Regions from separate parts of the Gossypium hirsutum genome. Here all the other regions are linked to region 1. A link is a contact called in public Hi-C data. All regions are on one chromosome and are shown on one strand. Each heading gives the region's core, a stretch centred on a gene start, on an enhancer-like site or on the middle of the called end of the contact. The rest is flanking DNA. Distances are from core to core; before and after follow the strand shown.

Region 1 (2,644 bases), core at 49-2,548:
CTGATATGAACCCATTGAAAAACACCTTCTTGCATCCAAATTGCTGCTACTTGTTTCACCTAATGATTCCCTTGGTTGACCATCTAGCCTCTTGAATTTGCCTAGTCTCACAGGCAACACCCCTTTGTCAACAACAATTTCTTCTATTTCCATTGTTTTTTGACCATGGAGTCCTTCATCTTCCCTTATCTCATCAAATTCAAACATTGGGTTCTCCATTGAAAACCCAGGAGTGAAAAGTGTGCCCCTACAAAGAGGGCATGTTGAGTTTGACAAAAGCCAAGTGTCAATACAATTGATATGGAAAGCATGGCTACACATGGGAAGCAATCTAAGCTTATCTTTCTCTGAAAATTCACACAAACAAACAGCACAATCAAAAGGCTCTTTCAAACCAACAATTTCTTTGTAGTGGAAAACAGGTAAAGCATCAATGAAAGCTTGATCTAACCCAGAATCATGGAGGTGAAAGAGTTGTTGAAGCTGTCTTTGGAGAGCATCAGAAGTGGAGATTTCAGGGTATCTATTAGATTGTGAAGATGTGGATGAAGGTGGATGCTTTGTAAGGAATCTAACAAGTAGATGTAAAAGACCAGAGATGAAAAACAAGACAGCCAAGATTACTATAATGAAAAGAAGTGCTGGACTGATTCTAGAACCAGATGATGATGATGGTGGTGAAGGGCTTGAATCTTTATGAAAACCAGTAGGAGTATAAGGGGGTGGAGGAAGAGGAGATGGGTATTGAAAGTAGCCATCTTTTTGCTTGATTTGATGATAATGGTGAAACCAAGACATCTTCAAATGGTTATGTTCCAAAACCCAACTCTTTTCTTTGCTTTCTAACATCCCACAGATCATATATCTGCACTCAAAGACCATAACTTCAAAACCCCAAACCCCCAAAATTTCAGCCTAACAAAAAATGTTCAAAGCAAAACATTTCCTTTGCACTAACATAAAAAAACATTACATTATCAATAAAGGGAAGAAATTTACCAAAGGTTGAGTGTTTGAAACTTACCAAAGGCTGTAGTTTTAGAAAGAAAAAAGCGTTACAATGGGAGAAAGGTATCTAATCTAAGTATTTATCAAAATAAACCAATGTCAAAAAACACTATTGGTATTTGGGTTTTCTTTTCCTTTTCTTCTAGCTTCTCTGGTGGGAACAAAAAAAAAAAAGAGCCATGAGAGTGTGGCAGAACATAAGCAATAGGTTCCAAAGTGCAAGGTTAAAGGATGCCAAAAAGAAAAGCTGGATTATTGGCCCTACTTCCCAATATGAGCGCGTGGGGTTCAAAGGGTCAACCATAAGCAGGCAGCTTGATGCTGTCCTTGTCTTGTTTAATGTTTGGGTCTTCTCAGAGGTTGGGCTAGCTTGCCTAAAAACTTTTAACTTTTATTAAAAAATCACCTAATAATGTAATTATTTTTAGGTTAAACATTTATTTAGTCACTCGAGTTTATTAGCGTTTCTATTTTAGTTATTCAAGTCAATTTTTTATATTTTAATCACTCTACTATTAAATGTCTTATCTTTAGTCACTAACAAAATATTGATGTGGTAATCTTTTTATTGGTATAATAACAAATTTATCCCTTAACATTTTGTACATTTTAATAGATTAGTCTAAAATCTAAAAATTCAAAAACATTATAATTTTAAAAACTTAAAATGAGTTTAAGTTAATTGAAAGTTTTGGGCTTAAACAAAAGAAAGGATGTTTTATTTGTTATCTGAAAACATAAGAATTTTAAAAAAAAATCATTGTTATTCAATTAAATATACATTTCAAATTTTCAAGTTAAGAATTATATATATATTTTATATTTTTATGTATTTAAATAATATATCTTTTCAATTTTTTATTTTGAATTTTTAAAATTTTGACTAAATTGAAAAAATGTGTGAATATTGAGAGTTAAATTTGTTAATTTTTTTTAGAATTAAGACTAAATTGACAGAATATTCAAAATGTTAAGGGCTAAATTTATTATTATACCGGTCAAAAGATTATCACTTCAACATTCTGTCTAGTGAGTAAAGTCATTTAACGGTAAAGTAACTAAAATTTACAACTTATTTAATAGGAGTGACTAAAATTGACAATTTATCTAACTTGAGTGACAAAATAATAAAATATTTAAATGGGTGGCCAAAATAGGAACACGGGTAAACTTAGATGACTAAATAGGTAGTTTAGCCATATTTGTTAAGTAAATATCATTAAATTAAATGCAATTACACTTAAATTTAATTATCATACTGCTTTCCAAATATACCAATATATTATTTAAGTTTAAAAAGTTTCTTTTATATAATGATGATATTTTAATCTTAGAATATATATTTTAATTTTTAAGGAATAATTATATGATGTTTTACTAATTTAATTTTTTTATTAAAAAATAAATTTTCATGCATTGTTCAAAATAATTAAATAATATTTATTGTAAATTAATTACACTAAATTTACTAAATTGCATTGTGTTTGTTATTAACTATTTATACTTGAGTATCGATAGTAAGGAGAATATGTTTAATGTTAAAAAGGAAATAATCCGACAAATATAGAATGTTAGAGTAATTAAACAAAATTACATAGCATGTTTATTTTTCTTGTTAATTTTATTAGCAATCGTC
Region 2 (2,644 bases), core at 64-2,563, 150 kb before region 1:
CCTTACTTAACATATACTCTCTATCACCATCAAACTGTCCCACCATCAGGCATCAGCTAGTAGTCTTTACAAATTTCAGGACAAACTTTACAGGCAAAATGGGGGTAGATTCGTTTATAGACATTTAAATCAAGTAAACTGCTAAAAAGCAACCAAAAAGACATCAATTATCTCATAAGCAGTATGACTAGTTGTACAATCTACAGCTACCAACCAGTTCAATTACCCACTGATCAGCTTCAAAACCATTGACTATAATTAATGTCCTTATGATGAATCACGGGTACACCCTACCTAAACATCCTGACCATATCTAACAGTTCACACACACTAAACAAACGCAAACAATCTGCCTGTCAACATGCATTGCAATTTTTAACTAACCCTCAGCACAATATTCCACTACTAGCACACAAATAAACAAGTCAATATTCAATTACTTACCTGTTATTTGCTTTTAAAAATGCCCTAATCCATCTCCAAATTAACACATTAAGCTAAAGAACGCTAGAAATAAATCAAGCAATCAATATCTAACATCCCCAGAAACCACATTTCAAATTTATTCAACTCTTAAGTCATAACTACACAGTTAACAATAATGCAGGCTGAAAAGACTTACAAAGCTTCAATTAAAAAAAGCTAAACTCGAGTTTCTAATATTAAGCTTTAAGTTTTACCTCAATAACTCCTGCACCTCCTCACCATCGCCGTCACCATCACTCGGCGGGGAAGCATTAATATCAAGGATGCGCTTCTTGGCCTTAAACCCAAGCGGCCACCGTTTACTCCTTACTCCGCGGCCAACACACGCTCCACAAACCCACTCCGCCCCCGAAAGCAACTTCTCGGAAACCCCGGAGCATGCCAAGTGAAACCCTCGCTCACATCCATCACAAACCACCACTCTTCCTCCTCCTCCTCCACCGGGCGTCGCCGCCGACAAGCCACAGACACCACACTGCTCCTCCTCGTTGGCAACGGGAACACCGGCGGCTTCACCAAGAGCCGGGTCGGGATTCTCGTGGATAGCCCGAACAATCGAAAAGGAATCGGGTTCGGCGGAGTCGGAGTCGGGTAGGGTTTCGGCAAAAGAAGAAGAAGGGATCTCGTTTAGATCGATGCCGAGGGGTGAACGAGTCTCGGGCTTTGAATCGTTCGAATCGGAGAGTTCCATTTTTTTTGTTGGTTTTTTCTTTATCCGAGTCGGGGTTTTTCGAAGAACAAATACATTTCTTTCTGAAAGCTTTTTTAAAAAAATTGGAACCGAAGGTTAAAAAAATATAAAGAATTGTCAGAGGAAAATATTAAAATAGAGAAGAGAGAAGCTTTTTTTAATTATTTTATATTTATTTTTTGGATAGGAGGAAATTTACAGTACTCGCTTTATTACACTGACACGTGGAAATAAGTCTAAATTGTTTTCTGTTTAGGAAAGAGTTGGTTTGGGGATCTTGTCTTCAAACGGGGATAACTAGAAGTCAAATAGTTTGAGGTTTTTCTTTTTGTGATAAATATATCCTCTTTTTTTAATATATTTTTATATTTAATTAGGATATACTACACCCTAGAATGAAATAATAAATATTTATTTTATTAATTTTATAATAAAAATATAAAAAATAAATATATATTTTTAATATTAAATTTATGGAAAGTAAAATGTTAATTTTTTTTACCTTAATTGTACATATAATAATAAATTTAGTCTTCAAAATTCACATATTTTATCGATCTGGTTTGATTTAACAAATTTAGTTCGCAATATCTATACGTTTTGTCAATATTTACATGAAATATATAAATATAGAAAGCTTAAATTGTTATTATATCAATCAAAATTATGTATATTTGATGAAAAATGTTAATATTGCAATTAATTATCTTTTATTGCTCATTTTCGAAATTAACAATGATTAAATTACTCTAATTTTTGTAGGAAAGACCAAGTCGCTTAATATTAACTTTGAGTTTTTTACCTAAAAATATTATTTTTAATCATTTCCTAATTAAATCGATGCCCAATTAATTATCGACACTACTTTTAGTTAAGAGTTTATAGTATAGATGATTTTTTTTTTGTTTTTTTATAATATTTTAATCTAAATTCGTATAATTGCTATAGAATCTGAATTCACTTCTTCTTCACATTAAGATTGAATTTGGAAAGCACTTAGTATTCACATTTATTTGATTGCTTGTAACTGTTAGCAGGTTCCACTGAATTGAGTATAATTGGAGGCGGAGCACTCTAATTATACTCTCCTATCCGTAGGGAAGGATGAGAATTGGCGTAATTATACGGGTAACTACAAACAATTACATTGAAATCTAATTACACTTTCTTTTCAAATATACCTATACATAATTTATGTTTAAGAAGTTATTTTTATGCAATAATAATAGTATTTTAACTTTAGAACATATATTTTATTTTAAAAATAAATTTATATTATTTTACTAATCTTGTTTAAATAATATGAAGTCTTGTTGACAAATTATTTTTTTCATACATTTTTACCTACTAAATATTTAACTCAGCTGCATAGGAATTTTTTATAAATTATTTACACTAATTTTAAATAAAAGTATAATTAGTGCTTTCCTCTAACACCCTACCCTCAACCCAGATTATAGATCCAAA
Region 3 (2,644 bases), core at 94-2,593, 140 kb after region 1:
AAAATCGGTTGACCTGTGAATCGGTACAAACTGGTTGAACCAAACTAAAAAGTTTGTTGAACTGATTTCAAACTGGTTTGATTAATTGGTTCCCAGAACGACTGATCCGACTGGATCAAAACAAATAAATTATTTAAAATAAAATATTAAAAAAATTATAAATATCAATTCAATTACTAGTTCAATTGATTTTTTAGCCCAATTCTACCGATGCATACCAATTTGGAGGTCAATTGGTTTTTTCATTTTTAAAAATTTTTTAGTCTTTAACATGTGAAGTTTATTGTCAACTTGATCCATGCCAAGTACATATATATATATTTTTTAAAAAAAATTAATTCTTTTCCTTATTGTAAAAAAAATAAAAAATTCAAACTATAATTATAATCTTTTAAAAAAATTGAAAAAAATAATAATAACACTTTAAAATTCAAAATAAAAATAAAAAGATTTTTTAAAACTATAAAAAAATTCTAAAATTTAATTTTATCTAAACCTGGCAGAACTAATTGGATCAAGAACTAATGGGGTATTGGTCTGGGTGAGAGGTAAAAAACTGGTTGACTCATGAATTGGTATGGATTGATTAAACCAAACTAAAAAACTAGTAGAACTGGAAATTGAACCTATTTTATAACTTTGATTTTTTTTAAAATAATTTATTTGATTTGAACCAATCGTGTTGGCCGTTTTGAGAATCAATTGGTTAGACTAGATCGAAAATAGTTCAATTGTTTGTTTAACCAATTTTTAGCTTGGTTCAATCAATCTGTACCGATTCGCGAGTCAACCTATTTTTACCTCTCGTCAAATTGATATCCCAACTGATTCCTGATCCGACTGGTTGGTCAGGTGCAGTTTAGATAACATTGAATTTTGGAATATATTTAGAATCATTTTTATTTTTTCCATAATTTTTTAATTTTTTGGAAAAAAGTTTTAATTTTTTAATTTTTATGCTTTTATTTAAAATAAGGAAAAATATTTTTTAAAATTTTTATGTAGTGTAAGGACCGATTGACAAAAATTATAAATATTGAGGGCTAAAAAAATTATTTTACCGTTGATACCGTTTAAATGGAGAGATCAAGATTTTTTAATAAAAAAATACAAAGATTTAATGTCTCAAAATTAAAGTATAAGGATTAAATTTTAAATTTTGAGAGAGTACAAGATTATAGAATTAAAGTATACGGGCCAAACTAATAAAAAAAGAAAGTACAAGGTCCAAACTGATAAAAATAGTTTAGGTACCAAAGTGAAAATTTAGCTATAATACAGGGTGAAAAGAGGTGTTAAGCCAAAGATATATTCAGTTTGAAATTTAGAAAATTTTCCTCTTTTATGAGCGAGCCGCATGGACGGCGATGGATACTCCAAATTGCCCATACAAAGTTCCCCCTCTTTATTATCTATCTTTGGCCAAAAAAGGTGAAAGAACAACATAAAATTCCTGTATTTCTTTTCACTTTGTACCTTCTTCTTTGGCCTTCACAATACCAAATCTAATTTTGGCATCTTTAATTCCCATGTTCTTTCTAGGGTTTTGAATTCCCCCTCCCTGGTTATCCCTAATTATTCATCAAGTTCCAATTTTCATTGTCTGGGTACTTTTAGATCTCCTTTTTTTTAAAAAAAAAATTTCGGATCCTTTTTTGTTATCGTAAAAAAAAAAATTCAATGTCACAAGGTTTCTCAATTGAGCTTTACTTCGATCCAGCACTTGAGAACCAGGTCTTAAAAGCTTGGAATGTTTTGGCTCGTCGTCAAATCAGCACTCAGTTAATTGAAATCGAATCAAGGCCTCACATTACTCTCTTTTCAAGCCCTTTTCTCGATCCTGCAAAGCTTGAATCCGTTATAAAGTCCTTTGCTTCAAAGCAAGAACCTTTACCTATTTCTTTTTCTTCAATTGGGGCTTTCCCAAATGAAAACAATGTTCTCTTCCTTTCACCAGCTCCAACAATGACGCTCCTACAATTCCAGGCTCAGGTATGTGAGGCAATTAAAAAGAAGGGATTGAAATTGGGGAAGAGTTTAAAGCTGATGCTTGGATCCCTTATTGTCCCGTAGCTCAAGAAGTGCCTAAAACAAGAATGGCTGAGGCTTTTTGTGTGTTGAGAGAGTTGAAATTGCCTGTTTCTGGGTATGCAATGGATATTGGATTAGTGGAGTTTTCACCTGTTCGTGAACATTTCTCATTTGGACTTGGGAATACCATAGACACATAGAGATTTGGAAGGTCCATTATACAGTGTTAGTCTTTGCTTTTTCTGTTCATTCTGCTTACTTGATGTGTTGCTAATGTAGATTCTATAATTAGTAAATGTTGGATTCTTAGTTGCAAAGTTTACTTGTTTATCATATCTTGTTTTATTGCTTGCATTTTTTTGTACAAAAGTATGTTTTGATGGGATAACAAATGGATTGGCTTAACTCAAACCTTTTATTTATCTTTTATCCTAGTCTTCTACATAACATGATTGGTGGAAATTGTAAAGGATCCCAATGAATAAATGAGTGCAAAATTACAAGAAGTTAAGTTGCATTTTGCTCTCTCTACTAAAAAATTGGATAAATTAGTTTTTAAAAATTTTATCACTTTATATTGTTAAAAGCTGACATATCTAATAGAATAATAAAG

What was found. A called contact is a pair of places that touch in the nucleus more often than the background predicts.
Region 2: a Hi-C map of leaf shows a contact between it and region 1, with 5 times the contacts expected there. The contact joins the promoter of LOC107888647 here to the promoter of LOC121203100 in region 1. A contact is called at or near these places in 9 of 34 Hi-C or Micro-C datasets (hypocotyl, leaf and petal).
Region 3: a contact with region 1 is called in a Hi-C map of leaf, with 3 times the contacts expected there. The contact joins the enhancer-like site here to the promoter of LOC121203100 in region 1. A contact is called at or near these places in 13 of 34 Hi-C or Micro-C datasets (anther, callus, fibers and 3 more).

What each region holds. Positions count from the first base shown.
Region 1 is chrA09:8,141,519-8,144,162 of Gossypium_hirsutum_v2.1, reverse strand. LOC121203100 (RING-H2 finger protein ATL46) reads right to left here and starts at 1,298. Exons shown (of 1, transcript XM_041077503.1): 1 at 1-1,298. The coding sequence starts at 882.
Region 2 is chrA09:8,291,748-8,294,391 of Gossypium_hirsutum_v2.1, reverse strand. It overlaps LOC107888647 (methyl-CpG-binding domain-containing protein 9), which reads right to left and starts at 1,313. Exons shown (of 10, transcript XM_016812815.2): 1 at 681-1,313. The coding sequence starts at 1,177.
Region 3 is chrA09:8,002,255-8,004,898 of Gossypium_hirsutum_v2.1, reverse strand. It overlaps the pseudogene LOC107888656. Among protein-coding and RNA genes, the nearest start is that of LOC107888655, 10 kb to the left of the region's middle. Within about 2 kb of position 1,343, at least 7 of the 9 cell types and tissues checked have an H3K27ac peak or open chromatin away from gene starts, as enhancers often do. A contact at or near this core is called in fibers and leaf, where this site is marked.